2 separate regions of the Triticum aestivum genome follow, and region 2 is linked to region 1. The links are chromatin contacts, called in public Hi-C maps. All regions are on one chromosome and are shown on one strand. Each heading gives the region's core, a stretch centred on a gene start, on an enhancer-like site or on the middle of the called end of the contact. The rest is flanking DNA. Distances are from core to core; before and after follow the strand shown.

What was found. A called contact is a pair of places that touch in the nucleus more often than the background predicts.
Region 2: a contact with region 1 is called in a Hi-C map of leaf, with 2.7 times the contacts expected there. The contact joins the promoter of LOC123063462 here to the enhancer-like site in region 1. A contact is called at or near these places in 3 of 5 Hi-C or Micro-C datasets (leaf and an unstated tissue).

The regions. Positions count from the first base shown.
Region 1 is chr3A:717,329,448-717,333,857 of IWGSC CS RefSeq v2.1, reverse strand. No RefSeq gene overlaps it. Among protein-coding and RNA genes, the nearest start is that of LOC123057245, 42 kb to the right of the region's middle. Within about 2 kb of position 2,512, at least 2 of the 8 cell types and tissues checked have an H3K27ac peak or open chromatin away from gene starts, as enhancers often do. A contact at or near this core is called in leaf, where this site is marked.
Region 2 is chr3A:717,465,791-717,470,200 of IWGSC CS RefSeq v2.1, reverse strand. It overlaps LOC123063462 (cysteine-rich and transmembrane domain-containing protein WIH1), which reads right to left and starts at 2,459. Exons shown (of 3, transcript XM_044487254.1): 1 at 2,199-2,459; 2 at 1,987-2,086; 3 at 1,523-1,879. The coding sequence starts at 2,244. The coding sequence ends at 1,831.

The DNA.
Region 1 (4,410 bases), core at 1,263-3,762:
CCAAAGCCCCGAAGTCTGAAGATGAATTTTGAGAAAAAAATACGTCACCATAAGAATTATGGATTTGTAATATGAGAATCAACTAAATATTGCCCACCTAATGCGCCATTTGATTTTACATAAAGATTCATGCGATTTTATAGTTTTACTTTCCCCCTCTGTTTTGTCTGATTTATGTTTTATTTTTCAATTTTTGTTTTTAACTTTCTCCATGTCGTGCGCAAATAGAATTCTACACATAACAGGCTGCACGAAACTACAGTTGCATGCCAGTCAACCATGCACAACTGTGGTAGCATGCCCACATATCAATGTGCAACTGCAGTTGCACGCCCACGCACTGACGTGTAAATGTAGTTACATGATTGCTGACTGTACGTTACTGCATGTCCATCGACCGCGCGCAACTACGGTTACACGCACGCGCGCTACGGTGCAACTATAGTTGCACGTCGCCCACTGTGTGCAACTGCATGTCCGTGGGTACACATGCCCAACAGCCGTGCACAACTATGTCAATTTTAAAAAAAATACAATGGAGAAGGAAAAACTAAAAATAAAATGATGAAAGAATTCAAAGAGAAAACATAAGAGTATTTAACAAAAAACTACCACAATTCATGGAAACGTGCCCAGAAACTACCACTTTACAAATTTGTGCCGAAGACTACCATCTTTTCTCTAATCTTTGACTAAAAACTATCATGTCGTGAAATCGACCCATTCGTCCATTTTAAACGCACTTATGACAAGCCTGGCCCGCATGTAAGTGTTGTCATCGTTATTCCACTGCCGAGCCGGCCTATCCACTCGCCCCGCCGCCGCCGCCGTTAACTGATGTCCGAGCCGGTGAAGCACGAGCGCGCCGGCATGCGGGCCGAGGCCGTCGGGTCAGCTCGGAGCAGTGGAGGCCGACGTGCGCATGGGCAGCAGCGGCGCCGGCCGCGAAGGGTGCGAGCACCAGCCGCGTCGGCCGCGCACGGGCGCGAGCTGCGGCGGCCCTAGCCATGCGGGCATGCTGCTGGTCAGCTCGGAGCTCCGAGTGGTGGAGGCCGAGGTGCGCACGGGCCGCGACGGGCACAAGCAGCAGCCGCGCCGGCCGTGCGTGGGCGAGAGCACCAGCTCGGGCCGCAAGCAGCAGCGGGGATGGGAATGAGCAGCAGCAGTAGCCGCGCCGGCCTCGCATGGGTGCGTGCTGCGACGCCATGCGCGAGCAGCAGCGGGGATGGGAACGAGCAAGAGAAGCCGCGCCGGCCGCGTGTGGGCGTGAGCAGAGGCGTCGGCGTCCATGCTCCAGGTGAGCTGCGCATAGCCGCCGCTGCCGCGAGCGTGTGCGCTGTCGTGCGTGAGTGAGCGCCGGCAGTGGTCGGCGGCGGAGGTGGCTTGCTGGTGCACATAAGGTGTTTGTAGAAATGCCAAAGAGAGGGAGAGAGAGGAGGAAGAAGAGGGTCAACCTGACTTGTGGGCCCATCCTGTCAGAAAGGCGTTTAGAAGAGACGAATTGGGTATACTTATGCGACATGATAGTTTTAGTCAAAGATTAGAAAAAAAGTGGTAGTTTTCAGCACAAATTTGTAGAGTGGTAGTTTCTGGACACGTTTTCATGAATTGTGATAGTTTTTTTTGTTAAATACTCAAAACATAAAGAAACAGCAAAAAAGCCATATGCGGATGTCACCTGTGGTAAAATTTACTTAAATCTCATCTTGACGAGAACTTGAGAAAATTAAGTAGTATGACAACTGTAGCGAGCGCATTAGGAGCATTCGGATACTCCACCCCCTATGTTCAAAAATAAAAAGTAATTCAAAAAAGGTCAAAAGTCCTGGAATTTTTTTGGAATCAAATATGACCAGGTATTGTACTTGTATAAAAAGTTTGGCCAAGGAATGATTCCCGTTGACTTCAAGGCAAAAATAAATAAATTTATGTCGACAATATAGCATGAATAGTACTTTTATCTAGTTCTTTTTGGCAAATCTTTGACCCGGATACAATGAAAGTCATTCCCTGTTTAAACTTTTTTATACAAGTGCGATACTTGGTCATGTTTGATTCCATAAAAAGTTCCGGGATTTTTTGAATTACTAAATTAGTTTTGAATATAAGGGGGGTGTGGCACCCGAGTGCTCTTATGTACATTTTTTGGGACAATTGTAGAACTGTAATGTGCGATGTGGGGGAGACAAAGAGAGACCAAAGTATGGAAGCCTTTAAATAAATTAATTAAACAGGTATGTTGAGTTGCACATGCAGATATTTTTGTTAGTTGGGGTGTTGCCATCAGGAGTATGTAAGAAAGCGTGAATTTGATGGCTACAATTGCGCCTTGGTGATGCCGGGATCCGGACTGATCAAATCGATCAAGATCCGTATGGATAGGTGTGACAAGTTGGTTCTGTCCTTTTCCAGGACACGGACTTGTATGCCTCCTGCGCAAATTGAGTCTTCCTGTCTCTAGAAGCGTCAAGGAGCTATCAAGCTTAGCTTAGCCCAGCCAGCAGCAGCTGGAGAATCGCCAGCACGATCGTGACAGGCATCAAGCAAAAATCCAATTGCTTTAACCATGATTGGACTCTTCATAGACTTCAATTTAATTTGCACACAAAATTTGCAGCACCACAGCTGTCAGCCTTGTATTATTCATAATTAGTCTCTAGATGCCATCAAGATATGCTTGCTCTGTTTTTATATAGGTAGACGCATCTGCTCTGTCATGATGAAAATTCACTGATTTTTTGTCAACTGCTCCAGGTGATGGCAGACGAATCCTGTGGAGACGGCTGTTTTTGTGCCGCTCGGGTTCAACGGCCGGCCGAGGATTCAACGGTCTGCATGGTTCACTGGGTTTTTTTTTTTAGCAACTGGGCACGTTCACTGGATGGCAATGATACAAATGGAAGGCCCAAATGGGAAACACAAAGATAAGCCCAACATGTCACACCAGCAGCATCACGTCTTCTCCCTGTCCCGTGATAATTTGGTAGTAGAATGATGGCCCTATTGACCCATCCATGCACTGGCCTTCCCCTTCCTCGGTAGTGCAACCTAAGCATTTAGGTCCAACTGGCTTTCTCCTACTAGGTAGTAGTACAAAGATAAAGTTGTATTGATGGGGATTGGTGGAAAATATGCAAATTGTGAACTCTACAAGCCTAATTTTCCATGACTAACTCATGAGTAATACTACCTCTCATCAGCCCCGACTCCACATTCTCCAAACATTTTCTTTAATTTCCCGCATCATTCCCCGCAAAAGAGATGTCCCATCTTATGAACTGTATCGCTTTTGACGGTGCAGAGGCCAATCCCACGTTGCTTAGGTTGGATTTCTACAAAAACTGAAGATCTCCTTTGATGGTTTTCTACAAAAGACAACACCAAGCCCACATTGATATAGCTCGAATGTCCCCATCTAACAAAGAGACACTACCATATATTCCCGATTCATTTTCATTACACTCTCTCCATTCCATAGTGTAGTGTATATTGGGTTTTAGAAAAGTTCAGCAAGTTTATGTCTGATTGAGATCGATTATAATATCATCCAAAACAAAAATTAGTACCAAAATAAAAAAATTAGTATCATTAGATTCATCATGAAGTGTATTTTCATATTTTAGTTATTTAGTATTTTTTTGTGCATATATTTATTTAGTATATTGGATGTTGATAGTTTTATCGATATACTTGGTCAAATATAAACATGTTTGAGTTTTAGAAAGTAGATATACAATACATTGTGGAACGGAGTGAGTATTAAGCTATACACTAAAGGTGCCCATAGTTCGAATTCGTCTGTAAACTTGGGCAGGTTTCTAGGTCACACTACCTTGAAATACCAAGCCTAGGTTTGGAAGGAGGGAAAAAGAAAATATAATTCATATTTGAAAAATATTAATATAATCCCAGGCTTTTGAAAATATAATATTTTTAAAATACGAATTATATTTTCTTATTGAGCTGATTTGTTGTCGAGCTTGGGTAAGCATGAGCTCGGACTAGTCCCAGGCTTTTGGGGCGGGCTGGCCCAAGTTTTAAATTTTATTTTTCTCATTGACAACAAATTAGACATGTCAATGTTCGAGTCATTGATGTGCTTGTACTTTTTCATGTAGAAGAGATCAATTTACACTACAGCAGAAAAAAGTTCAATGCTAAAAAATACAAGCTTTTTTAGAACACCGAAATTTGTCCTTCCCCAAGACCCCCGTAATGAGAAGTCGCAAAATCATTAAAGCCGAAGCAGCAATTGCTACACTGCCCCTTTAAGAAGGCAATGTGGACGCACCTATCTATCACCATGAAAAAGATATGGATTAGACATGGAATCCTCCACAAAAAAGCAAGAAAACAAAACCCATCACAAACACCGGGGGCGATAGAACCATTTAAGGGATGAAAAGCAGG
Region 2 (4,410 bases), core at 1,210-3,709, 140 kb before region 1:
CCCTCCTCCTTCGACGGCAACGCGTTTCCGCCCTGGTCGCCGGCGCCTGCACATCCCGGTGCACCAAGCGCGGTGGCACTGGGAGTACATGCAGTCATTGTCGTACCCCGATGTCACGCTGTCGCACCATTGGCATCTGGATCCGCAGCGGATCCCGGTGCCGGCGGTTCCTCCTACCCAACGGGCGCACGACGACGAGGTGCGCAGGCGCCGCGCGCAGCTCACGCCGGAGCAGCGTCGGCTGCCAGAGTACGCCGCCGACTCCCCCAACTGGGAGGCGTGGTTCGCCCTCGAACATGAGGAGCAACGGCGCTCGGGTGTCGACGTCGTCCTACCGCCGTTCCCACTGCCGCCCCCGCAGGTAGAGCCGGAGGACATGGAGGCGGCGGCGGAGTACCAAGCCGCCCTCGAGGAGGCCCTTCAGCACGCGCTGGAGGCTAGCCGCCTCGAGGAGGACGCGCACTGGGATGGGCTGGAGCAAGCCCTTGCCCTGTCGGCAGCGGGGGACTCTGTTCACACCCCGCTCTTCGTGCCGCCACCGCCACCGCGCCGCCCGTCTAGCCCAAGCCGAAGCCGGAGCCGGAGCCGATGCGTAAGCGCTCCCCGCCTCCCCCCACTTGGCCGGAGGAGGCCTACTCGTGGACGGGTCAGTACCGCGAGTGGGTGAGCGCGCCTCCCGTCCACTTCGCCGCGACGCCGGAGGAGGAGGCGGCCCACCTCGAGCGATGGAAGGAGCACTGAGTCCGCCAGGAGCAGGCCGACGGCGAGGAGCAGATGCGCTATGATGCCATGCTCCAACGCGACGCGGAGGCGCTCCGGCTCAAGGAGGAGGAGGAGGAGCGCGCGCGGCTTGCCGCAATGCCACCGCCCCAGCAGACGCCGGAGGAGGCTGCCCTGGCAGCGTACCAGGCGGCGCTTGGGTGGGCTGGCCCTGCTCCGGTCTTCATCAACCTCACCGACGACGGCGGCGTCGACGGCAAGGGCAAGAGTAAGGCCGACGACGTCTAGGGTAGCGTGCCGGGCGGCAGTAGGCGGGCACAGACTTTTTTTAATTTTGTATTTTATGTTTATTAGATTTAGATGGACTTTGGCCGGCGTTTGACCGGCCACTTCATGTTTAATTATGTTTATTTATGTTTATTTCTTGCAACTTACTCCCTCCGTAAACTAATATAAAAGTGTTTAGATTACTATTTTAGTGATTTAAACACTCTTATATTAGTTTACAGAGGGGGTATTATTTTTTTCCCACGGCGGCACCTTTGGGTCGGCCTCCCCGTTGGGCGGTCAAGCTGACCCATTTTAAAATACGGACACGCACGTCTGCCTGGCCGACCCAAACGGACAAAAAACGAACAAAGTGTGCGTCTGTTTGGGTCGCCCCGTTGGAGTTGCTCTGAGACACTTATTTTGGGACGGAGGGAATAGAGAATTTTCAAAGGATTCTTTGTTTTTTCAAGAGGCCCGATGATGCTAGAGTAAGAAGATGCAAATGGGTGAATAATACGCTGTGGAAGCACCCTCAAATCAAATACTCAATCACAGTATTACTGAGTAGTATATCGGTCTCGTACACACCGGTTAATTACACACGACGCGGTGCATGAATATGGCACTGCACACGGACGGATACATGAAATATCTCACACACGCACACAGGTAGGCAGGTACAGTACTGATCATGCGTGCATCACCTTAGGAGTATATATGTAGAACCTAAAACAACGGGCACTGAAATTAAGAACAATTCTCTCTCTGTATACGCATACGCTCCTCGTGGGTACGATAGCACCGAGGCCTTGTGCCAGGAACCTCGCCGTCGCCGGCCGGTTAGTCGCAGCACATCTCGCAGATCCAGCAGCAGCACAGCGCCGCCAGGCTGAAAACACACACACCAAATTCAGACACTGTCAGGCCGGAAATCACAAACGACAGTTAAGGAGGTGGTGTCGATGGATGGAGTAGCTGGTGGTGGGGAGTACGTACCACCCCTCGATGAAGCCCTTCTCGCCCCTGGATTTGGTGCTCGCCCGGCCCCCCTTCTTCCCGCCCGCTTGGCCTTGCTCCGCAGCCGCCGTTGGGTACCCTGCAACACCAACACCAACGAATGAACAAATCGAAAGCAGCAACAAGTTCATCTATCTGAAGATTTCAGGGAGCTGAACCCCAACGAGTCCGTAGCGTAGATCGACCAATACCTGGCGGTGGTGGAGGAGCCTGCTGGTTGCTCCTGTTGTTCTCCATCAGGTATGTCCTCTGGCTACGAGTTGCTTCTGCTGTGCTGTGCTGTCGATCGGATTCAGCTGATCTGCTGATGGATACCTGTCTCCAACTCCAGCACCCTCTATATATACACGCCAGCCGCACTGGTGTCAGGCTCAGGCACACGGATAGCACACACAGAGAGGCAGAGCACGGAAGCTTCTCCCCCAACTTTTGACACCGCACCGCGCAGTCGCTGACAAGTAATTTGATTCGATTCTGCCTCAGCACCACCTTTATTAGCTGACAAGTCGAAAGCGAGCACTCCTCGAATAGCCGAGGTTGGTTGAGCGGATAGGCACACGTACAAAGGATCGGGATTGACACGTCCGCCCATGGGTTTGGTGGCCTGATCGGCGGCCGGAGAAGTCCAAGGCTTGAGATGAGATGAGATGAGATGCAAAGCACCGCGTCAGAGGCGGCGCTTTCTGACTAGATTTTCAGGACGGCTGCTCTGTCCGATATTCCTTGCCCAACACTGTGTGAAATCATCAGGGTCAGTTGGGAATCAGGTTCTCTCCGGGGAGGAAAGATTGGCCGGCCGGCGGGCAGATAAATCTTCGATCGCAAGGAAGCGCCTGGACCGGAAGATACATGTTCACACTAGGAACAGGAACAGCCGACAGGGGGTCCAGGATACAGCAATCTATCGGTTGATTCCGGTTCCCTCCTCCGGCTGCTGCTCTGCTCGTGTGACCCCGAGGAGGGCTTTTTCAAACGATTCGATTCCCGCCCGCTGCTTGAGATATTTGTGTACCTCGATCTGGCTCTGGGCGTATCGCCCTAGCTGCTTTCTCTCCATCACGGCGTTGGCTGGTTCGTTGGTTTCTTCGGTCTCAGCAACCGTATGGGCATGGGCAAGGGAGATACATTGCGTTCTCTCTCTATCTTCTGAATTTCAGCAGCCAAGGAGACTGAAACCTTGCCCTGTTCTGCGACTCGAATCCGATGCCCGGCATTTACAAAAAATGGGAATTAGATCAATCTCATGGACTCGAATCCGATGCCTGGCATTAAGAAAACAATGGGACTTTGATACCTCTCATAGACACTGGATCTGGCAAAGTTTACGTTTGTTGCTCGTCGTTTTGTTTTTATTTACTTTCTTTTTCGGGTTCTTAATCATTTTTCTTAGTTGTTCTTCTCATCATGCCTATTCTTATTCTTTTGTCCTTCCGCAAAAAAAAAAGGAAATAGCTCTAATCCTGGGTTTAGCTTTTCCCTCTTTCTCGTCTTATGTTATCTTTGTTAGGTTACTTTTAAGGAAATTGTCTCTTGGATTATTTTCTTTTTCTCTTTATCTGTGTTATATTTTAGTATTTTTACATGATTTTTGTTTACAATTTCACTCTAGTCTTCTCATCTCTCCTATTGTCTCTATATGTACCTATTAACAATAAAGAATGGTGCTCTTCTCTGAAATTTTCATCCGTCACACATATATGATCTCTTCGTCCGTCACCAAAGGTTGTATGTTTTATTAAATTGTATGTATGTGCCTCATATTTTAGCCCAGGTGGTACTCAATAACTGCTACCATGCAGCTCTTGTGCTGCTTTGCGTGTACGGCAGCAAAGGGGAGAAGGGAGATAAATTGCATTCTCTTTGTATCTTCTGAATTTCAGCAGCCAAGGAGACTCATACCTTACCCAGTTCCAGAGGCGGATTTAGGGCTAGTTTGGTTCGTATCCTCGGCTCCTTGCCTGGAAAAATCCGGTGCCTGGCATTCGCCTGGTAACGTGATGCTTTCCTGCCTGCCCAGGCTAGCCTGGCAGCTGTGCGTTTGGTTCGTACCCTACTGTGCGTTTGGGTATTGCATCATCTAGTCATCCAGCGAATAAAAAATTCTTAAGCAAAGGCCAGGCTTGCTGTGGCACGCCCAGGCATAAGAAATTGGACGCCTGGGCCAGGCTAATCCTACTGCCTGCCTGGGCTAGGAATCTTTTTTATTCTTTATTTTTCTCAACCTGGCCAGGCTAATCACATTGCTGAGCAACCCAGGCCAGGCATGTACTTTCTTGCTCAGGACACAAACAAAACAGGGACCAGGCATGCTTCAGGCACCCATCCAGGCCAGGCTTGTGGTGGTGTGGACGCCAACCAAACACACCCTTAGGCCGGCTGCCTGGGGCGTGACGGCGATTCCCT